Linked DNA regions of Mus musculus: region 2 is linked to region 1. A link is a contact called in public promoter capture Hi-C data. All regions are on one chromosome and are shown on one strand. Each heading gives the region's core, a stretch centred on a gene start, on an enhancer-like site or on the middle of the called end of the contact. The rest is flanking DNA. Distances are from core to core; before and after follow the strand shown.

Region 1 (7,705 bases), core at 2,129-4,628:
GTGGTAATATTGGAAAAAGGGACAAAAATGGCCAAAGACAATATAAGTTCATCTTCTCAATGCAATCAGAAAGTTTAGGTCTAAATAGAAGGCTGGATATATACACGATGAAGCAGTTGGTCAACCATCTTTGTCTCAAATCCATGTGTGTCCTCAAAGTCCCCCGTACAGTCATAGATCATACTCTGGGAGAAAAGTTTTTCAAAATCAACATCATTATCATTACTGTTGCCGTCATCATAGCCATGATCACCACCACACCACCACCATCACTCATATGAACAGCTGTCTTGGAAAATGAAACATGCTGAACACCTCTATGAGATATTGGGCAACAACATCCTCTCTTTCCACAAGAGACTGAAGCACTGCCATTCCTTTTGTGGTAATGGTAAGGCTGCTCCTTTGCTGGCATTTATAGTCTTTGTGTTTGTTTTTTGTCTGTTTTTAAGTGTTGCTCAAGAGCAATCATAGTGTGCCCTCTTACAAGTTTGATTTTCCTTGTAAAATACTATGATGCCCAAAACTGTTTTGTTACATGTATATATGTATGTATGTATGCATACTTATATGCATACATATTATAGTTGGCAAGTATTTTAATAGAGTACCTGCTTGGCATTTTACCACTAATGTACTTTAGAGATATTTCTACTGGAATTTTTATAGTTGTGCCTCCTAGAAGTGATATTTTTATGTTTATTTATATGTAGATAGAATAGTTTCCATGGGATAGGTGTGTATTGGTTAAAGGATAAATTCAGAATGGCTACACCGATGCACATTTCAACTAGTGATCCTTTATATTTTACTATTTCCAGTCTAATAGGTAGGAAGGGCTATTACATTATATTGTTATACACTCATTTCTGCATTCCCTAATCTCTAATTAATGTCTGGATTAATTTATCAAACTAATATTTCTCATCTAGCTGTATAATAAAACTCAGATGATTCTTACAGATGTCACACTGAGATCCTTTTTAAATTCATGATCATTTTTTCTTCTTTTCCTTGTTAAGGACTTGTTTCATTTTTTTTTGAGAATTTAACATGTAATTACTGGATTTGCATTATTACTACACCTCTTTTTCCCCCTCCAACCCTTGTGCTTTTCACTCTTTCTAAACTTTATGATCTTATTTTCTCTAATTATCGTTTTAAACACACACACACACACACACACACACACTACTGATTGGATCACCTGTCAGGATATTCATCCCTCCTAAGACTCAATCTCCATCTCTCATCAGTCATTGATTGCCAGTAGATCCTCATCTAAGGATGAGAGCTGTGGAATTTCTCCTATGTTCATTGTCATACCAACTGAGGCTGTCTTATTTATTGCTGTGACTAACAATATTAATCACTTCTTCCTTTATACAAGCCTGTTACTTTATGTTTTACACTAACACCTTATATCCAGCACTTTATGTTCAGCAGGACAGCATTATATAATTTTCATAAATAATGGTGGAATGAAGTTTAATGTATCTTCTTACCAGTTAATTCCTATAAGTAAAAATCCATATATTTTTAGAGATGACCCCCCCCAAAATAATCTAAGCTGATTTTGTTTAAGAGAAAATGTTTAAACTGTCCTATGTTTGAAATGCTTTCTAGCAATTTTAAAAGGCAAGTCAGATCATAGCAGTGATGGGGAAAGGCCTCTTTACCATAGACTGAACACAGCTAACTACATAAGTAGTCTGTTAAAGTACTGAGGAGAAAGAAGTAAGCTGTGGCTAACTCAGCCAAGTAGGATTTCACTAGTTTATATTGAAGATTTTAATATTGTTTTTGAAAATACTTTAAATGATGGTAAATAAATGGATTTTTAAGATTTTGATTTTGTCTTTTCTCTCTTATTTTTTCATTTTTCTTTTGGCTGTTCATTCATGTAAATCTCTCTGCCCTTATTTTTTTTTCTTTTCTGTAAACATCACTCTTAGGATTTCACCCTACATGGCTATCTGTTTTCACATTACCACTTTTGCCTTCTTGTTCTCTGTCTTCATAGTTCTGCCCCAGATTATGATGCACTTCAAAGTCAAACAACATCATAATGTCTAACCAAAGTCTTACACTAATATGTTAAAGCCATTGTCCCATGTCCCTAAACCATCTCCTACGCAAAGAGAAAATAGCTACCATAGTTGACACTTCAAAATCTATGTTCCTCATATATTAATTTCATCCTCATAGATAATCTCACTACACCCCTGAAACTACCCATCACATCCAGATTTCATTCTCTGTCTCTGATAAAGGCATCTGTGGGAGGAGCCTCTGCTTAGAGGTCAGCCACCATTTGTGGGCTGGAAAAGTCCAGATGGAGAAACCACTGTCCAGCTTTTAAACATTGCTCATGTGGGCTCCCCTGAATCCCCATCTGTAGTTATTGCCCAGGTGTTCATTGGGCCCAATCCACAGGGTATGATCTCATGGTCTAAGTGACTCAGGTGGAGCACAGCATGACCAAAGGCCAAGTTTTTCCTTTCTTGGGTTATAACACAAAAGGAACAGCTAGCAGTCCTATTCAGGCTGCACAGGGCATATCCAGCATGTATATCTTACATTAGGTTTTCAGGGTGGTCTCTTAGAATGCTATGCACATCTAAATGTTTACTCTTCATCGCTCTGCAGGCTGGTGATGGAGGAGGGAAGACCACAAATACCAAGGCTGATGCTAAAATTCTTTTTTTTTTTCTCCCTAAATTCCATAGGTCTTTTTGAACAAAAAGGAAAACCAAACAAAACAACATTATAAATAATTTGAGATATCGGGCTCCAAGTTCTCATTAGGGGCTGAACGTTCAAGATTTTCTTTTCACTCTTTGTCCAAAACTTAATTCTTTCCACTTTCTAGTTCAAATGCCTGAGCAAGAGGTCATGGTCAAGTTCTGCCAGAAGTGCTGCTACTATAGTCTCTGTCACAAGGTGGCAGCATTAAGCAAAGTGGTAGCCTTAAAAAAATGAAAAATAAAGTAAAAATCAGCAAGTCAGCCAGAAATGCTATATTTATGAAAATCTCAGCCTTCTGTAGATAAGTAGGTTAGAGTTAGCCTGTCTGCTCTACAGGGTTATAGGTCTCCCTAACCCACAATATGCTGAACACAGAGAAGCCAGGGCAGACCTTATGCCCAAGAATGTGTTCTCAGGCTGTAGGTTTAAACTGGTGTGTTTCATTGTGAGCACACTCTGTTTCTTGACTCCCTCTTGCCCTTGATATCAATCAGGCCATTCTCCCTAGAGAAGCACCCTTCATTTTGAATGGAACGGCATCGCTTGGATTCTTGATCTCTATCCTCTCAGAAGAATTTAAGCTCCTTAATAAACTGCTCCAAGCTTCTTCTAATTCTGGCATCCCACAGCGTCTACAGGACGCTGCTGGCAGCATAGGCATACACACGCACACACTCACTTTCAGTCTATGTCACTGTCTCAGGTTTCTTACCCTAATTATGCAGGATCTGGGTGCATGTTTTTTTCACATAGGCAAAGCTAGAGAATTTATTAGATGAAACCACCTTTGCTACAAGCGCTCTTGCTGTGCCTCCTACACAGTGAATGGACCAGCAGCATCAGATGGTGAAAATATATAAAATATGCATGCAATGAATGTGCTGCTTCCTTATCTAGCAGCTCACTATCTTGCCAGTGCTCTGGAAAGTATTTCAGATAAAGAAAATAATAATGGATAAATTTGCATGGTGATCATATAAAAGATATAAAAGGTTTATTAAAGACAAATAGACTACAAAAGCTCACATTATTCAAATTAGCAAGTAGAAGCTGAGCCAATGTCTGCAAAACAGTTTGCAATTAAAAGCCAGGAACTTGCTTATATCCTTGAGCCAAGCAATTTCGTTTTTAGGTTCCAATTTTAAAGACACATCACATGAGAAGATTTCAGCCTATTTACGAATTTCACTGGTGCTCTCCTAGTCGAGAGAAAGTGAGCATTCAGTCCATGTGTTCAAGAGTCTGGACAGAAGTAGAAAAAAAAATGAAAGGAAAAGGAAGAGTGAGGCAACTAGAAATCTTTCAAAACGATAGCCATTGAGTACTTGCTAAACCTGGAGATAGTGATCGTACTGAAACTTAAACACTGACGATCACAGAGTCTCCTGTAGCAATCTAGAAATGTGCCCACGTTGTTCAGGAGCAGGACACAAAGTCAGACTGGACTATAAGGAAACAAAAGTGGAATGCTCAGACTAAACAGGCTGAAAAGATGCTGGTCGACAGCAGCAGCATTTCCGTGAATATTCCAGTTTCTCTGCTGGTAAGGTAGGAGTGATTGGAAAGCACTTGCACTAACATAAAATTATATGCTCATAAATAAGGAGACTTGGTCAGCCATCACACGGCCTGTGGTGGCAGTACAGAGCAGCATCCCTCACTTAGCTGCCTACTGCCATGATCTGGGCAGCTGGGACACCTAACAGAGATCTGAATGGCTTGTTGAGTTTCAGCACCAAAATCTTAATGTTGGATCTCAATGATTCCTCTCTACAATTGATACTGAAAAGTTCTGTTTGAAGGCATTGCTAGCCAAAGCCAATCCCATGTCTCCTAATACCCACATGGCATGTGATGGGATGTAAAATTGTAGTTCCACCCTAATCTATTGAGCCAAAATTTGAGCCTGTGCTTGTTCATTTATGAGTTTGATAAGCTCTTCTTCTATAGCCTAGGATGACTTCAAACTCGCAGTCTCCCTTTTCAGCCACCTGAGTACTAGGATTCCAGATATGAACTTACAGAAAAACTGTCAGGCTTGTATTTTTAACACCTCCTGGCTATGCACATGGATGTGGCAATGTGGGAAGGATGGGACCCAGAAGGGGTAGTGAGGATGGCAGATATCTCCATTGTGTAAGTGTCTCTGAGATAGTCACATAATGCTTAACTTGAACCACTGGGCAACTACGTTTACTTCCATAAACAGCTTTTTTTTTCCTGGCATACCTATATTTTTATTGGCTAGGAATACAGCCAGCTCCTAGTTGTTATCAACACAAACAAAAACACAGGCTTACTCACTTTTTTTTCAACAGTTAATCTAAAGTGACCTTTAGAAGGGACTCCCAATTCCACCACCATTACCCAATAAAGAAATTAAGGCCTATACAGACCAAATATAACAACATAAATCACACAGCTAGGGAGCAGAAAAGCCTAACTTTGAATAGATCTTCATAAATCAATATTGTCCTTTTGAAAAGCCCCATCTTCTGCAAAATTTGCTTAGTGGGTTGTTTGGTTTACATGTCAGAACTTCCCAAGTTTTAAAATGATATACTAAATATGAACATGCACATATTCCAAGCACTAGATGTGTCATCCTATATGAGACAGACAATTGGACAGTATAGCTACTGCCATTCTTTAACAAGTACTCCATCTACGGCTTTGAATGTCACCAAGAGTCCTTTCCACTAACTTGCAAAACCTGCACACACCCATGATATATGAGAGCAATGTTGTAACAGAAGCTTGCAGGAACAATGGCTTATGAAGCTACCTCAAAGTAGAAAGCCATGAGATGGATCCTTGCAGCAGACACTAATGGATATTGATTGGCAGGTATGTGAACTAACAAGTTAACTAAGGGAGATAAGGAAGCTCTTCCAGAGAACACATGGGCAATTTGCTGAAAGGACACATGAAGAGTCATTCAAGTATAATTGTTGAGGTTCAGACATATAGTAACAGAAGAAATACTCAGACTTCTAGACAGGATCATAGTTCCATTGTGTGCTGAGTAACAAGGAAGTTTTTCCCAGTTCCAATATGGGCAGTAGGCCTTCATCTAAGACAAAGTAGGCTTCACCTAGAACCTTAAAAATACAGTATATCAGGTGCTATTCCAGAACTAGTATCTCTGAATGTGCACTTGCACTGAATTCCCATACAGATACATGATCCATGTACTTGTTAAAGACTGAGCGCCATTGGTGTCATTGATAATTTCCAATCTAATTCTCAATAGTGAAACTAGCAAAATGTGATACTTGCATCAGAACAGAATCAGAACCTTCAGAGCTTGAAGAAGACCCTGGGCTTTTATATACTTAGTCATGACCTAAAGGAAACTTTAAAATACATATGTAATCAATCACAGCTCCTGTATATATGTGAGTTTTTGTCTGTGCACATTGTGTGCACATGTTTATCTGTGGTGTAACACTATCCTAGGAAATTTAAACATTCCATCCAGCAGGGAAACCTCTTTAAAACAGAAGACAAGCAACTCAAAATAGCTTCACAAAGTTTCTGAAACTGACGAGATTCATTAGAAAACTCCTTCTTAGAGTAAGCAATATAGACTGCTGATGGCTACTCTTACAAAAGCCAAGCTGCAAAGAAAGACATACAAATAAACAAACAAAGAGTCAAGCTGCAGAAAAGACCCTTAGCCAAGCCAAAATACAAAGAACACTCTGAATCCAGACAATTGCCTGGAAGAAGCCAAAACCAGTCACGCTACCTGGAAGAGGTTAGATTAACAGAGTCCCTTAAAGGCCATCCAGAGACTGTCCCACATGGGGATCCATCTTATATACAGTCACCAAACACAGACACTAGTGTGGATGCCAAGTGCTTACTGATAGGAGCCTGATATAGCTGTCTCCTGAGAGGCTGTACCAGAGCCTGACAAATACAGAGAGAGGCAGATGCTCACAGCCAACAATTGGACTGAGCACAGGGTCCCCAAGGAGGAGTTAGAGAAAAAACTGAAAGAGCTGAAGGGGTCTATAAATTCATAGGAAGAAAAATATCAACCAACCAGACCCCCCACAGCTCCCAGGGACTAAACCACCAACCAAAGAGTACATATGGTGGGACCCATGGCTCCAGCCACATATGTAGTAGAGGAAGACCTTGTCAGATACCAGTGGGAGGAGAGATCCTTGGTCCTGGGAAGGCTCAATGCCCTAGTGTAGGGGAGTGCCAGGGTGGGGAAGTGGGAGTGAGTGGGTGGCTGGGTAAGCACCCTCACAGAATCATGGGGAGGGGAAATGGAATAGGGGGTTTATGGAAGGGAAACCAGGATAACATTTGAAATGAAAATAAACTATCCAATAATAGAAAAAAAAAAGGTCATTCTCTAACCTGTTGAGCTGCATGCATGCTTTTGTGAGCTTTCACCCATACAAAGGTGGGGTTTGATGAAACAGCTGTCTTTGAGACATTTTTGCTCCTGCAAGTAATCCCTCACCTGTATTACTGTAAGTAACCTCAATAAAATTCATTGGTTCCCCAAGTTGAACTTTGATGGTATCAATATTTTTGGCTATGGTAGACTCCCTTTCTCAGGTGAGTAGACATGTGTGTTATACATCTCTCTAGGAAAGACTCATCACACAACAGCACCAATAGATGTCTTACATCTGGAAGCCAAAGAGGATATTAGATTCTCTGAGCCAAGTTGGAGGTGATTATGAGCCAAGCAGTGTAGATACTGGGAATCAAACTAGTGTCCTCTGCAAGAACATGTATTCTTAAGTCAGTGAGCCATCTCTCAAGCCCTTTTGGTGAGTTTTACAATAAATCATGCTTGAGAAAACACATAATCAGAGTGTTAGAGTCAAGCAGTCCCAATGTTGGCAGTCTTGCGACCTGATGACCAAGACCAGTGATGTGGCACTTTCCTGTGGCCTATGAAACACATTTCTCTGTATGTTTAATAGAA
Region 2 (7,705 bases), core at 3,101-5,600, 2.0 Mb after region 1:
TGGTAAGCGCTTGCGGGGAACTGCCAGAAAGATAGCAGCTGTCCCCAAACAGTGTCAGGCCCGACCCAGGGGCCTGAGACCCTGTTCCTCAAACCTGAAGTGTGGACCAGCTTCTCAGCAACCAAGGCAAATAACTGTGGCAGATCTGACTCTGCCTGCTTCACACATGAGAAAATATGCAACTTCAGTCTAGGCTACACAGCTAGCAATTAGACTTCAGTCAAAAGCTGGCCTCCTTACTGCCCATCTGCATGCTAGACTGGGTTAGGCATGTTCACGCTGAGTGGGCAGATACAACAACTGTTGCCCAGAGGCCAGGTCCTGTTCTGAGCCACTGCAACTACTCGCTCTGTCTGAACCGATACAAACAAGGATGGCGGAGGATGGCGGAGAGCGGCCAGGAGACATGAGACCCCCACAGTGACTCATAGTCAAGAGACAGCACTGCTACGCTGCAGGAGAAGGCAAACCAAGCTGCTGCCTTCACCAGCCCAAAGACTCTGCAAACAACCAAGCATGCCTATACTAGGCACTGGTGACCAGCCAAGGGTAGCAGCTGCCACAGTCCTTTACACTTCCTGACATTCCACAGGTGGGAAAACAGAGGCCTTGAAAAAGCAGTAGACAAGCTCTCTGGTAGTGGTGCATGCCTTTAATGCCAGCAGTGGCAGAGGCAGGAGGATCTCTGTGAGTTGGAGGCCAGCCCAAGCAAGCTCCAGGACAGCTAAGGCTACACAGAGAAACTTTGTCTCCAAAAAAAAAGGAAGAGAGAGAGAGAGAGAGAGAGAGAGAGAGAGAGCAAGCAAAGGCTGCAACCAGGCCTAAATAGGTCTCTGGCTGGATGTACAGACAGGCAACAGAACATGAAAGCAAAAGCCAGAGTGGCTAGAGAGAACCGTATCTAACAGGCTTCTACCTGGTTCTGTGGAAGCTACCCTACAGTCACCCTACCAAACTGTCACTCTCCTACCATTCTATTCCACACTCCCAGTCCTGCAGGCTTGGTCTCAGTAACCAGAGGAATTACTAAGAGCACAGCAACTAGGGGCACCTCTACCTGCTCAGCTTCTAGGGAAACTAAGTCCACCTCCAGACAAGGATGGGAAGTCCAACATGCCCAAAGTCCACTGGCCAGGAGACAAGGTGGCCACACCTGCTTTCCTTCTCCCCTGGGAATCACTCCTCTTTAAAGGCACTAACACCCCGGCAGCAGGAAACAGGGATTGTCACCTCCATTCACAGGCTCTAGGCTGGGACTTCCTGCTTTTGAATAAAGGAATGAACTAGCCAATGAGCAAAAGGATGCCCTTAAAGACCACTACCTCTCCCTAAGGCTCATTCTTGGTGACCAAACTTCTATCTTTCAAGAGTGGCAACTACATCTTCCAACAGGGCTTCTTGGACCAATTCACAACAATGTTCTTGGAGGCACAGGACCCAGAGCTTGAGAAGAAGCAACAGGCAAGTGATGGGCATTCATGCTGTTCAGACTCTTTTTTTTTTTTAAATTCCTACCCCTACCCCGCAGTTGAGTGTGACTGCAGCCATGTGACTTGGTGCAACCAATGAAATGCAACGTAGAGGTAGATAGATGCATTAAAAGCAAGACTCATCAGGATATTTCTACTGGGCTAGAAATATGAATTGGCCCTACAATAATGGTAACACAAAGCAGATTGTGATGTCTATGTGGAGACAGCAAAAACAATCAAAACAAAAGAACAATAACAAAAAAGACTCATTGCTTTAAGCCTCTAAAATCTGAAGTTTGATCTTAACCGCATCAAACCCTGATCTCTACAGAAAGCTCTCTAGTCCCATCCCCATCACCACCCCCACCCATGCCATCCTCTGGCCTTGTGGGGCAGAGACCAGAGCATCAGTCAAATTAGCAGGGACTCAGGGTTGGCATGTAGCTATCACGCTAGATGGGTAAGACGCTTTGGAAACAGGGCCATAAGGAAACCTGTACTGAAGAACTCAGTAGTTCTGCCAGGCTTGCTTAAGCACTATGCTTAAGCACCTCCAAGAAGAAGGTACTGTCTAAATGAGAGACTTCCAGGAAACCACTCGGACCTTTCTGGGCCATAGTTTTCTCATTTGTAAAATCAGGTAGCTAATGTCTACCACATTTGGGTTGTTTCAGTTGTTTCAAGGATTAAACAATTAAAAGTAAGGCTGGGATAGTAGCTTGATATGTTTCCATAAATACTAAGAAGCCTTGAAAAACCCACCATTATGCCATGTAATTTATGAACAAACAAACATGTACATGTATGTTTGCTCATAAATTCACTGGGTTTTAAGCCAGCAAGGGGCTTTCAAGACTGGCATACTGGCATTTCTAGGCACTGTAAAAATTAACTGTGTTTAACTCTTTAGTTAAAGTTAAACAAGGTCTAACCCCTAGGCACATGGTGGCCTAGGATAAGGCCCTCAGAAGTGGTTTGAGAAGCCAAGGTTTCCCTGCACCCTGGCCTCTTTGTAACTTCACCTCATTTCTATAACCTGCAGGGCAAGCTCCTCCCCCACCCACACAAGGCATGAGTTTCATCTTCCATTGCAAACATGTGACAAGAAGCCCTCACCTGTCCTGAGAAATGAGCTGGCACAGCTGTCCTAAGAGACATCTTAGGAGAATCTGCCCATGGCAGCCAACCCTTCCCTCTCAGCAGCTTTTTTTGGGGACAGCCACAAACCTCTGGAGGAGCAGTGGCTAAGAATGTTTGACTAAATGAAGCAACTAAGCCTAGATCAAGTGCATATCAATAACTACCACTGAGCACCTACTGTAGGCCCAGCACACAAGGCTTGCAGATGTGAGCCCAGAAAGTATGGGCTGTAGCCCAGAGCACCCCAGTCTCTGAAACACATTAGGTGATCCAAGAAGGAGACCCAGAAATGCAGAAAGGGATGCTATCAAGCCAGTCATCAACTAAAGGTGTATAACAAACACACAGTAAGGGTAAAATACATCTAGTGACATAGGTTTCCACCTCAAGAGACTGAGAAGAATCATGAATTCAAGGCAACCCTGGGTTACACAAGACCCTGACACCAAAAAAAAAAAAAAAAAAAAAAAAAAAAAAAGACTTGGGGACAGCTAAGGGAGGAGCCAGAGAGCAGAAGTCTGGGCTTCATTCTAAGGGTTTTAGGGCCCAGGAGGAGTTTTGAGAGAAAGGGTGTCTCCAGCAACCTCTGAGCTGTTAGAATGTGGGGCCCCAGATTTCCTTTCATAAATAAGGAAGCACTCAGCAGGCACCAACTTCTACTCAGAAGCCAAGGGGCTGTGTGGAAACTGTCCCTTGACAGCCACAACTGTGTAGGATTTGGCAGGCAACTGACCTAAATCCACCAGTCCGTTGGGGTGACCACCTAGAGAGCTGAGATCACACCTGCTACAGGCTCCAGCCCAGCGTCCTGCACACGCTGCCCAACACATCTCGATGTCCCAGAACACCAGTGTCCTGATACAGTCACCGTGGCTCTGCAACCAGCTCCGGGCAGGCACTGGCTGAAGACACTGAGTTCTGAGGATTCTGACTGCCTCTCACTGGAGACCAAGTTTCAGTCCTCCAGACAGGAGTTTCAGTGGTTCAGGGGCCGAAGTCCCCAAATGTGCACTCTGCCCACCCTCTGCACTGCACGCCCGGGAGGGAAGGGAATACAGGAGCTCCAACCTAGGCTGAGCCAGAATCACAACTTGGCCAAACCTCGGGCTAGGTCAGGGGTCGGGCTCTGCTCCCAAACACAGCCTTTAGCGACTAGCACCGAGAAGCCAGGATCGCCACCTCCTTAAACTCTTGCCGGACAGCGTGGGACCCCGCGACAGCGTGCACATTCAGGGTGGGTGGGGGCTGGGCGACCGTCCCCTCATCCGGGACCGGAGCTGAATAAAGAGCCTTCCGCTGGGTTCGCAGGTGAGGACCGACAGAGCCCAGGCAGCAGCCGGGAGCAGACACACCTTCCGGGTAGCCCGCCGCGCCTCCCACTCGATACAGCGCCCCAGTTCGGCTCAGCGGGGTCCCGGCCGCGGCCTCCAGAGCTCGCGGGCGGTCTCAGCAGACAAAGCCCGCGCCACCCGCGGGGCCGCCCCCGCCAGCCAAGGGAGTCCAGGGGCCGAGCAGGAACGCGGGGAGCAGCCGCTGTCCCGAGAGGACGCTCACGAGGGCCGGCCCGAGACAATAAAGACAGGCCCGACGCTTCAGCGAGGCCACGCGTTCTACTTACCCGGGCGCGGCAGCAGCGGCGGCAGCACGGCCCGGTTGGCCGAGGAAGTTAGAGCAAGTTCAGCAGCTCCGAGCGGGAGGGCGCGACTCGGGCCGTCCGAGCGGCGGGGGCGGGGCGCGGAGGGGCGGGGCCGCGGCGAAAAAAGAGGCGCCGCTTCCTCGCACCGCTCAGCCGCCCAGTGCGTCTGGCGCACCCAAGCCCCGCCCCCGCTCTTTGCTCCTCCCCATGCAGGAACCGCCCCATCTTTCGCTCCTCCCCCCCACCCAGGCCTGGCTCTCACCGCTCGCTCCGCCCCACTGTGCTATCAGCCCACATCCCACCGCTGATTGCCCCTCCCACATTGATCACCACGCCTTCTCTACGCCCCGCCTGTGTTCCGCCCCCGGGTCGCCGTGCTCCACCCCCTACCGTGCACCCCGCCCTACAAATGGTCATCCATAGGTAATGAGGCGGATCGCTGACCCGCCCCTTTGTCCGGCTCTGGGCGGTGCCCCAAACGGGATTTACCCGGTTCCGCCCTCTCTGTGGCTCCCGGACGCTGGCGAAGTCGATCGCTTGTGGCCGCAGAGTTGAGCGCTCGGCCAAGTTACGCCGCGCAAATGCTCCTCTGGTATTAGCTCTTAACCCGGCGGGAGCCGAGCCAGGGAGAAATGCGAGTTACAAGATGCCTGTGTCAAGGGATGCTCGAGGTGGCTGAGAGGTGGAAGAAGATTGGTGAAATGGCTGGTTTTAAGATGGAAGGCATTCCTGCCCAGCCTTGGGAGCCAGTGTGTGCGGGTAGTTTTCTAGAAACGGTGGTTGAGATTTCTTTACAGCTGAGCCGTAAACACTCGCTCCTTCCAGTCTCGGTGCTAAAAATACCAAGCTTCCTTTGGATGTCCTGCTGAGATTTGCTCATCACCTTTATGCTGAGGAGATGGCTGGGCTGATTCTTGGAAGTGGAAGGTCACAGGACAGGCAGATAGATTTACAGTGCTGTCCACACTGCTGTGATAAAAAGGCCGATCTCGTCCCAGCCTAGATCTGCTTGTCAATAGAGCAAAGCATAACCTTGTCCTGCTTGGTAAACTCGTGTAGATTTGCGGGAGCTGAGGGACAGATCTGCTCCTCTTGGGCTATACAAAAGTGGCATAAGACTGGGGCTATGTTTTTAACACACGCAGCCAACAGGTTAAGTTCATTGTAAAGAGAAAAAGAAAATCTGGAAATAGAATGTACCTTTCTGCTGCTAGTTGTGGTTATTTAACAATGGGGATGTAGCCTGTTTCTAGAATATGCCAGATAGCTCAAGGACCTCTCTGGCAAGGAAACCTGTCCATATTGTCACCTCTAACTAACCAAAATGCATGATTGGGTGTCTGATGTGTGGGCACCAGGTCTTGAATTATCCTGGGGAGTGCAGCAGCCTGAAACCTCTCCCTCCACATAGTTACTGTTTAGTAGAAAAGACAAATCATTTCAAGATGAAATCAATGCTGAGACAAGACAAAAGCCCAGGGATAAAGTGAGCATGTGGAAGGGAAAGGTGAGAGAGAGATTGATGTTGAAACTGAAAGCAAAGGAGTGAAGAGTTAGAAGAGGGGGTGGGGGGTAGGGGTGGCAGTTGGTCCAGAAAGTACAAGTGGAGAGCAGAGGTGCCAAGGCTTTGATAAGAGCCACGCTCTGATGCGTCAAGGAGCTCAAAGAAAACTAGATGGCTATTGTCAGGCTACTGGGGATGGAGTGAAGATCAAGACCAGGACAGAACAGGCCTACACACTGTGTCAAAGGACTGAGTATCTTTTGTTGTTGTTTTTTGTTTTTGTTTTGTTGTTGTTGTTTAGTTAAGCCTTTGAAGGGTTTATGGAAAAGACCAGCATTCTAATTTGCTGCTGTGAGAAGAGTAGATGTAGTAGTTGTCAGACAAAAATTAAAAGCAGTGAGCCAATTAAACTTTTACCTTAATCCAAGCCAAGTATGGAGGAAGTTTGAAACTGAAATGGCGGGTGTATTAAGATGAATACCTGAGAGATAATGTTTTGGATCTAAGACCAAAAAGACCAGATACAGGAGGAGGAAATGTTTAAAAAAAAAAAGAGGAATAGCTTTTAAGTGTCTTTCTGTGAGTGGGCAAACAGTGCCTCATTTATTGGGTGGGCTGGCCTGGAGGAAATCCATTTTCAGGATAACCACCAACAATTTTGTTTTGGCCGTATTGACTTAGCAGTGCCTGATAGACACCCAGGGTTGTTGTCCAGTCACTAAAAGCAGAGAAGAAGGGTGTGGGCTGAAGATGCGTTTTGGGAGCTCATGGGGTCTAAGAAGGTCATCTAAAGGGAGGAAAGGAAACTGCAGAAGAGAAGGTCCCATGGGGACCCAGGGAATGAGAGGGAATAGAAGGCAAGAAAAAACCACTGAGAGACAGGCTGGGAGGCAAGAGAACAGAGGATGCTAGATGCCTATGCCCAAGATGTAAAAGGCTGTTTCCAGAAAGGACTTAGCTGTTAGCTGCTGCTCGGGGCTCAGGTAAGATGAGGACAGATAAGTGCTTTTAGCAGCACGGAGCCATTGGTAAACGTGCTAAGGGCTCTGCTCTGGGTATAGTGGGATGGAAGCTACTGCACATTAATAACCCAATAGGGAACAGAGAACCATAAGTGGTGGAGATGACTAGGCATCCCTAATAGCCATATCTCATTTTGCCTTTCCTAGCATAATTTCCAATTCTATCTGGCTACATACATGGCTTTCCAAAATAAAGGCAAATGTTTCTGCTACATATGACCATGTGACTCAGTTCCAGCCAATAGGAATGGAAGGGTCCACGTGCAGCTTCTAAACTAACTTTAAAGGGAAGCAATGTGCTTTCCTTGGTCAGCATTCCTTCCAGGAATATACTTATAAAAGCTATGGCTCCAGTAGCCATGGGTGTCTGTAGCAGAAGTCACGTGGTAACGATGTTGACAAACCAAATTAGGATAACTGGGTTCCCAGGTCTAGAGAATCACCTATCCTGAGCTATCTTTCTATTTACTGTGTAGATGAAAGGAAGAAAATTATCTTATTCACATTTATCTACTTTCCATTTTAAAATTTTACTTATTTATTTATTTATTTATTTTGAGAAAAGGTCTCTCTGGAGCCCTGGCTAGCCTGGAACTTCCATGTCGATCAGGCTGGCCTCAAACTCCACAGAGATCCACCTGGCTCTGCCCTCATAGTGCTAGGATTAATGATACTTACAGCCCACTTTTGTTTTTGTTTTTTCGAGACAGGGTGTCTCTGTATAGCCCTGGCTGTCCTGAAACTCACTCTGTAGACCAGGCTGGCCTCGAACTCAGAAATCCACCTGTCTCTGCCTCCCAAGTGCTAGGATTAAAGGCGCGTGCCACCACCGCCCGGCCAGCCCACTATTAACTTTAATTTGTGTTAGCCAGTTGGGGAAGGAGGATTTAGGCTACAGAGAAAACTATGGGAGATTTGTATAGTAATGAGA

Evidence for each region. Promoter capture Hi-C pulls out the DNA fragments that hold promoters and counts their contacts.
Region 2: a promoter capture Hi-C map of hippocampal neurons shows a contact between it and region 1, with 18 times the contacts expected there. The contact joins the promoter of Tspan14 here to the enhancer-like site in region 1. A contact is called at or near these places in 5 of 39 promoter capture datasets (cranial neural crest, frontonasal cranial neural crest, hippocampal neurons and 2 more), 2 of 484 Hi-C or Micro-C datasets (cerebellum and cerebral cortex), 4 of 115 datasets of contacts at active chromatin or transcription factors (astrocytes, differentiating embryonic stem cells, embryonic forebrain and 1 more) and 2 of 9 other capture datasets (embryonic tail and embryonic trunk).

Annotation. Positions count from the first base shown.
Region 1 is chr14:38,989,098-38,996,802 of GRCm38.p6, forward strand. The region is part of intron 2 of Nrg3 (neuregulin 3); the gene reads right to left. Among named protein-coding and RNA genes, the nearest start is that of Nrg3os, 95 kb to the left of the region's middle. Within about 2 kb of position 3,379, at least 10 of the 459 cell types and tissues checked have an H3K27ac peak or open chromatin away from gene starts, as enhancers often do. A contact at or near this core is called in hippocampal neurons, where this site is marked.
Region 2 is chr14:40,962,546-40,970,250 of GRCm38.p6, forward strand. Tspan14 (tetraspanin 14) reads right to left here and starts at 4,351. Exons shown (of 9, transcript NM_145928.2): 1 at 4,231-4,351.